2 separate regions of the Mus musculus genome follow, and region 1 is linked to region 2. Evidence: chromatin contacts called from public Hi-C data. All regions are on one chromosome and are shown on one strand. The core of a region is the stretch at or near the end of the contact, and the rest is flanking DNA. Distances in the headings are between cores, read along the strand shown.

Region 1 (3,513 bases), core at 629-3,128, 130 kb before region 2:
TATATATATATATATATATATTTAAAGCAAAAATGGCCAACAAACATAAACATTGCAGGATTCAGGCTGGTCTAACTTTCAGGTTACTGACTTCAAGAGAAGAGACAGAGGAGGAAGTGAAAAGTTTCTGAGTAGCCAACACCTAAACACCTTTGAAAGTCAAGTCATCAGCAACCAGTGGGCTGCCCTTACTGTGGTGACAGAAAACAGAAAGTTCATGGTGGAGAAAGATGGAGAGATGGTGGAGGGGGTTGTTGCCAAAGAAGGACTATATCACTATATCACTCTCCAGAAACACACACACAGAGACACACAAATTCAAACACACACTCACACACATGCACACACTTAAACACACACAAGTCTCTCTCTCTCTCTCCCTCTCTCTCTCTCCCTCTCTCTCTCCCTCTCTCTCTCTCTCTCTCTCTCTCTCTCTCTCTCTCTCTCTCTCTCTCACACACACACACACACACACACACACACACACACACAACTAGAGGGAGATTTCAAGGACGAGGCTCATGAATTAGGGAGATGGCAAGTCTAAACTATACAGGCAAGCCAGTCAGTTAGAAATGCAGGTAAGTAAGATGAGGCAGCCTTGAGTCTCAGATCAATAGGCCGCACCTACAGCTGAAAGACACAAAAGCAGGGCTTCCCATGACAGTCTCCAGGCAGAATTCTTTTTAAGTCTTGGAACTGATTGCTTACATCGCAATTGCGAGGCAGTCCTGGGCCAAACAACAGAGTCAGGCTGCTCAGCCAAATGGACATACTAAAGGAAGTGAAGCAGCATAAAAACTTCAGGAAAGATGAGACAAATACCTAGAAAACCTGAGGAGTCGTGAGCCAGATATGGTGGTACATATCTGGAATCTCAGCAAAGGTCAGAGGTGGATGGAGTGGAGGAGCTAAAGAAGAAAGATCAGGAGTCTGAAGCTAGCCTGGGCTACATTGTGAGATCTTATATCAAGAACACAAACAAAAAACTGCAGCCTGGGAGGATGCTCTGACCAAGGAAGTTGTCTCTCTGGATAAATACCTAGTAGTTCTTTAAAGGAGCCTCTTTAGTCCTCCTGAGAGTTGCTTATGTTGTTGCAATAAACAATGAGAGACAGCAGGGATTGTAGGACTTAGGACAGTGTCTGGAGAGAGGAGGACCCAGCATGGGACTGTGGGTGACAAAACATTCTAGGAGGATGCCATAAAAAAAGTGCTGGGGGCTCGTATGAGCCAGGGCTGCTGAATGGTTATATACTGAGTTTGATACCATATTAGGCTCTGAGAAGGCCAGGAAATTTCTGAGAATTATATGATCCATTAGGAAGAACTAACCCTGATATGTCAGCCTATCCTCACTCAAGGTCTTTCTCTGTCCCTGAAGCCATCCAAGGGCTCCTCATTGGAAGGAGGCCAGGGAGCAGCCCTGGCTCTGCTGAGAGCCTTCGTACTGTGACTCTAACCAACTGTAAGTGCTTACAGGTTAGGACTTCATCACCTCCCTCCTGCCCACCTCTTTTTTTTAAAAAAATTATTTATTATACATAAGTACACTGTAGCTGCCTTCAGACACACCAGAAAAGGGCGTCAGATCTCATTATGGGTGGTTGTGAGCCACTATGTGGCTGCTGGGATTTGAACTCAGGACCTTCGGAAGAGCAGTCAGTGCTCTTACCAGCTGAGCCATCTTGCCAGCCCCCCTGCTCACCTCTTCACCACCCCCATCTCTGGTTTGTTTCTCCCTCAGAGAACCATGGACTTTCACGGAGAAAGAATTCATGAGGGGATTTAGTCCAAGGATTTTATTCTAGCCAATGCTGCAGAGAGGAGACCCACAGATAGCAGATGAGCGCCCCCCAGTGGTGATGAGACTGCAGGGGCTGACCCCAGCTCATCCTGGGAAATGCGCACCCTCAACCCTCAGCCCCTCGAGACTGCATGCTCTTATGGGGGTAAACATCAAGAAAAGGTGATTCGGCCTGGGAAAAGGAGGGGAGCTTGCTTACATTTGTTGCAAAAGGAATCATCTTGCTAGGCCAAGAATATTAAGGAAAACACTGGCCTTGTGTCAACAGCAATGACCTTAAAACCTCTTCAAATACCTCCTGCCCTTCTCATTTCTTATCAAAAATGAATGAAATGCTGAACAATAACCCACAATAACAAGCCATACATTTTTAAAAAGAATCTTTCTAAATAGTGACATGAAACTCCAGGGTGCATAAGGAACCGTGTAGCTCCTATCACAGGCTTCTCCAGGTCTGAGAGCACATGGGTGTCTGGTACTGGGGCTACCCCAGGGCAGCCTAGTGGCTGAGAATCTGGAGAAGAGGCAGACTGCAGGAAAAGGACAGACAACAAGGAAGGCCTGGGCTTTATGGCCCTGCCTTTACTGTTGAAAGGGCTGGTGTGGGAACCGGAAGTGTGGTGCCGAGGGGTGGGGGAGGTCCAGTTAGAGTCATAATCTTTAGGAATGATTTATAGAACATCACTGAGCTACCCTTTCTGTTTATGCAGCCACATGGAGTCTTGGCACCTATGGCTTCAAGTCATTTATATGAATAGGTTGTTTTTCTTACTGTGGACTTTGCAATTTTTTTTCAAGAGGGGCTAAGTGCCGCCCCCCCCCCCCCAGGATAATTTTCCGAGAACCTTTCACCATTGGGTTTTCCATCACCTCTGTCAGTGAGGGCCACTTGGCCAAAGGCAATTCCCAGCTCTCCATTTTGTGTGTCATCTTGGAGTCATCTGTGTGGCCTTGAGAGCCCCACAGAGAGGGAGAGTCCACAGAGCCACTGCTCCTAGCTCCCTTCAGAACAAAAGACAGGCTATCTGCTAAGAAAAGGAGAGGCCCAGAGGAGAGACCAGTGCAGGGAAAAGGCAAAAAGCCATCTACTAACAGAATAAAGTTACCCTCTCTTTGTTCAAACCAGTATAGAAGTGGGGACTCAGAAACAGAATTTGCACAGATTTTATAAAGACACCTCTTCCATTGCAATAGGTTTTTTCATCCCTATCTTAAAAATGAAAACAGACAAACAAACAAAACTGTTTCACTGAAAAATATGCCCAGAATGGAAGTAAAAAAAAATGACATCATCCCTCATTCAAATCTTGAAAGGGACCTTAGAGAATGCTCTTGGAGGACCCGCCCTATCCCATGAGCCAACTAGTTAAGAAAGGATCACTTAAGTTCTGTCCCAGAGGGAGACATTGGGATGCTGTATAATCTCAACTGGATGGCTGTTCCCCAAAGCCAGAAGGAACTTGGAGCGTTCAGATGGAATGCTCCAGGAGCAGAAGACAAAGCTGAGGAGACCTGGGCTTCCATGGCCCTGCATCTGAAGTCAGGATGTGTCCATCACTCTGACTCCTGTACACTTCACCCAAGGGACTCACACAGCAGAAGACTTTGTAGACGTCAGAAGCAGTCAGAACGGGGGCAGTGTAGCACGGTAGTCAAGAACGTAGTCTTTGGGTTTCTCCCACTTGATCTTGATCTTGCACAGTCTC
Region 2 (3,363 bases), core at 275-2,774:
GCTCGGATGTGAGCAGCTCAGCATCTGGGTAGCCATTAAGTTAAGTCAGGTTTTGCAAAGCTTTTCCTCCATACACTGCAGCTATAAAGATGATTCCCGGGTAGCAAAGGCCAGGAATAAAGAAGCTGCTATGGGAACAGGTGGTAATGGGGCTAGCCATCCAGGAAATGGGGCCAGAGGATATCCAGGGAAGAAAGCACAATTTGGTGGAGAAGCCAACTTCATTTGCTCAGAAGTCAAATCCTTGCTATTTTCCCAGAGAGATTCTCGCAGAATGGGAGCGGGCAAGCTGCTACCCAGAGGTCCGGCTTCTGATCTTACTGACCCTGATCCTTGCCCAGAGACTGCCTCCCTTACGTGTTGCCAAAGGAACCTCTAGGTGGTTTAACAAATACATTTTTAAGGCAGTGAAATTCTTTATTAGACCATTAGGAGGGAGCAGGGAGAACAATAATCTAGACCAGAAATGAGCACGGTGCTGCTGGTTCCCGTTTTTTTTACAATGCCCTGGACAACCCGTCCTGTGCACAGAATTGGCACATTTCGTGTGGTTCAGAAACTCCAATCAGATCAAGGTTCAACCGATCCAACCCAGGGGAGAAGTTCTTCCGAACTTCTCCACGGCTCCCTACCCCTGCCACTCCTCCAGGGCCAGGCCAGCAGGAGGGGGGCATTAAAATTATCTGCTGTGGGTTTTACGAGCAGCGATTGCTTTTTAAAACAACAACAACACAAGGTCCTTGTGTGGCTCGCGGGTAACCTAAAACTCTCTAGGCAGAGTGCCCCCCCCCGCCCCTTCTACACACACACACACACACACACACACACCCTCTGCCTGCCAAGAAAGCCAGCTCGAGGGACTGGTGCAGCGACAACATAGGGAAACTCTGCTCCAGCCAAGGCCGAGATCCCACCGACCTAGGAGGCCCAGGAGAAAAACCTCAGGAGAAGTTCGAGAAAGAAAACCCACCGGTGACAGGTCGTGGGGAGTCAGTGCTACAAGAAAAGGCGGGGAAGGAGGGGGGCAATGAAATTTTATTTCAGCAACTTCTCCAAGAGGCCTGCAAGGGACTAGACGGTAAAGTCGAGGACAAGGTCTGACACCTCCCTTCCCCCTCCTGTAGATGAGCGGCCAAGCGCAGGTGGGCGCGCGCAGCTGGGAGACGCACTTACCCTGGGGCCGGTGGTGCGGTGGCCGCCGGCCGGGGACAGCTGCACCAACACGAGCAGCAAGTGGGGCGTGAGCAGACGGACGCGCGCGGGCAGCATGGTGCCAGCGGAGCCGGGCAGCCACGAGCGGGCAGCGGGCAGGGGGGCTCAGGCTAGCTTCAAAGCACTTGGGGAGGTGGGGACCCTTGCAGCAGCTGGGAGTGGCCGAAGAGCCAGCGGCAGGGGCTGGAGGAGCCTGCGCCCGGGGTCACGGTCATGAACGGCGGAGGCCCGGAGCTGGAGTGCGAGCGTGTGCTCTGCGCGTGGCGCCTGCTGCGCTCGGCGTGGCCGCGGCGACAGCAGGTTGGATGCGGGAGCTCGGGCCATGGGAATTCCCGTTATAAACCCCGGGAGGGGAGGGGCGGGGCCCGGAGAGGCTGACTGACGGGTCGAGAGGCCTGTAGCAGCCGACCCTCCGGCAGGTGGAAGCCAATGGGAGAGAGATGAGAGGGGCGGTTCGTGGTCAGTACCCCACCCCACCCCCACCCCCACCCCCACCCCCACCCCCACCCCCCACCCCCCCAGGAGCTACACTGGCTTCCCGGCCACAGTGGGCTCCAGCAGAGGCTGGGATAAAGAGTAACTTTTTCTCAGCAAGTCCTCGCTGGGAACCTCCGCGCGCTCCAGCAGCCTCAGTCCCTCCTGAATGGTCACCTGGATAGTAAAGAAGCCTTACACACTTATCGTGTGTTAGTTCTTAGGCTTGAGTTGTCGCAACAGCTCCATGAAGCAGGCAGGGAAAATAGCTCCAAATGACCCAAAGTCCTTGAGAAATGTTTCCCGGAGGCCGCAAAATCAAGGGCAACCTGGGGAACCACCAGGTGCGGCCCACAGAGTGAGCTGCGACCTACGGGAAGAGGTATTCATTTATTTCAAAAAGAAAAAAAAAATCTCCTTACGGGTGACACCCAAGTTCCACAGCGGCTGCCTGAGATAATTCTGACGGAGGCGAACCGAAGCAGCCTAAGGTGGGTCCCCCGAGGGTCCAGTAAACTACCCCTATGGCCCTATGGTCCATGTGACCTGCGGTCAGAACCCGGGCATCTTGGCTAATCAGTCTGAACTTAAAGAACACAGGAGCAGCTTCTCTGTGGCCTAACAACGCTGGGGCGGAGGCCGGGGAGGAGAGGGCAGTCCCAGGAATCCTGGTCCCATATTGGGAGGAGGAAAGTTATGAATGGAGGAGATGGAGGAGTGTTCTGTGAGCACAGATATCCTAGAGACCTCCAAGGAGCAATTTCCTGGGAGCCCAAGCCTGGATTGTATAGGTCAGCTCTAAGCAGGCCTATCAGGTGCTAGAGCTCTTTCCATAGTGGTCCAAGAGGCCACCCTGAAAATGGTAACAGCTACATCGCATCACACACACTCACTTCAACCCAACAAAGTGTCTGCTGCCTTCCCCGCAAGAGACCCGTGATTATCTCCAAAAGTGGAACACAACTCTTCGTGCTTGATTTCCACCGGTCCAGGCCCGTCCCTTCGTGAAGAAAGATCCATTTCTCTAACCAGATTGAAATAAAGCCCAGGTTTCACAGCTCCCTGACTGCCCTGAGAGGTCCTGACAAAGATTAGCTCTGCTCCCTTCCAGCTTCTCTTCTCGATTATAAGAGCAAGCTAACCCTAACCCCCATCTGGCTGCATACAGACAGCCTTCACCCTACAGCCAGCCAGTCTTCCTGAACAACAAACCAGAATGCACCACTCTCTGTTCAAGGGGCTTTGCACCTCCCCCATCAGCCTCAGACGGGAATGTCCAGGCAAGAATAAAGGGTTCTTCAAACTAAAATGAAGCACATTTCTAAAAAAAAAAAAAGTGTCATGTCTCTCCCACCTGGACTCAGTGGCTTGATCATATTTTAGAGCCAGAACCCACCACCACTGCCATGGGGGTGAAATTCCAGTTCTGCCATCTAGTGGTAAAACCTTGAACTCACTCTGTTTTCCCCCTCTGTAAAATGGGAGCAAAAAATGGCGTCCATGCCATGTGTGTCTATGTGTATGTTATTGCCAAGACTAAAGGAGATTAAAGTGAGTATAGCCCTTAAAATGGTATAGGAAGAAAACAAGCCAATACTTCATAGTACTTTGTGCTCATGGAGTGAATATTTCTACTTTGCAAGCAGGTCAAAGGGCAATGCATGAGATCGACTTGTC

Evidence for each region. Hi-C and Micro-C count contacts between places; a contact is called where the count stands out from the background.
Region 1: a Hi-C map of Sertoli cells shows a contact between it and region 2, with 1.7 times the contacts expected there. The contact joins the enhancer-like site here to the promoter of Smoc1 in region 2. A contact is called at or near these places in 20 of 39 promoter capture datasets (the 3T3-L1 cell line, 3T3-L1-derived adipocytes, the C10 cell line and 13 more), 1 of 15 datasets of contacts at CTCF or cohesin (large pre-B cells), 18 of 484 Hi-C or Micro-C datasets (the AtT-20 cell line, the NIH/3T3 cell line, Sertoli cells and 8 more), 27 of 115 datasets of contacts at active chromatin or transcription factors (the NIH/3T3 cell line, T-cell acute lymphoblastic leukemia, craniofacial prominence and 17 more) and 4 of 9 other capture datasets (adipose tissue, liver, macrophages and 1 more).

The regions. Positions count from the first base shown.
Region 1 is chr12:81,159,401-81,162,913 of GRCm38.p6, reverse strand. The region is part of intron 7 of Smoc1 (SPARC related modular calcium binding 1); the gene reads right to left. Among named protein-coding and RNA genes, the nearest start is that of Mir3067, 5.0 kb to the left of the region's middle. Within about 2 kb of position 1,878, at least 9 of the 459 cell types and tissues checked have an H3K27ac peak or open chromatin away from gene starts, as enhancers often do. A contact at or near this core is called in Sertoli cells and granulosa cells, where this site is marked.
Region 2 is chr12:81,024,969-81,028,331 of GRCm38.p6, reverse strand. It overlaps Smoc1 (SPARC related modular calcium binding 1), which reads right to left and starts at 1,524. Exons shown (of 13, transcript NM_022316.2): 1 at 1,174-1,524. The coding sequence starts at 1,269.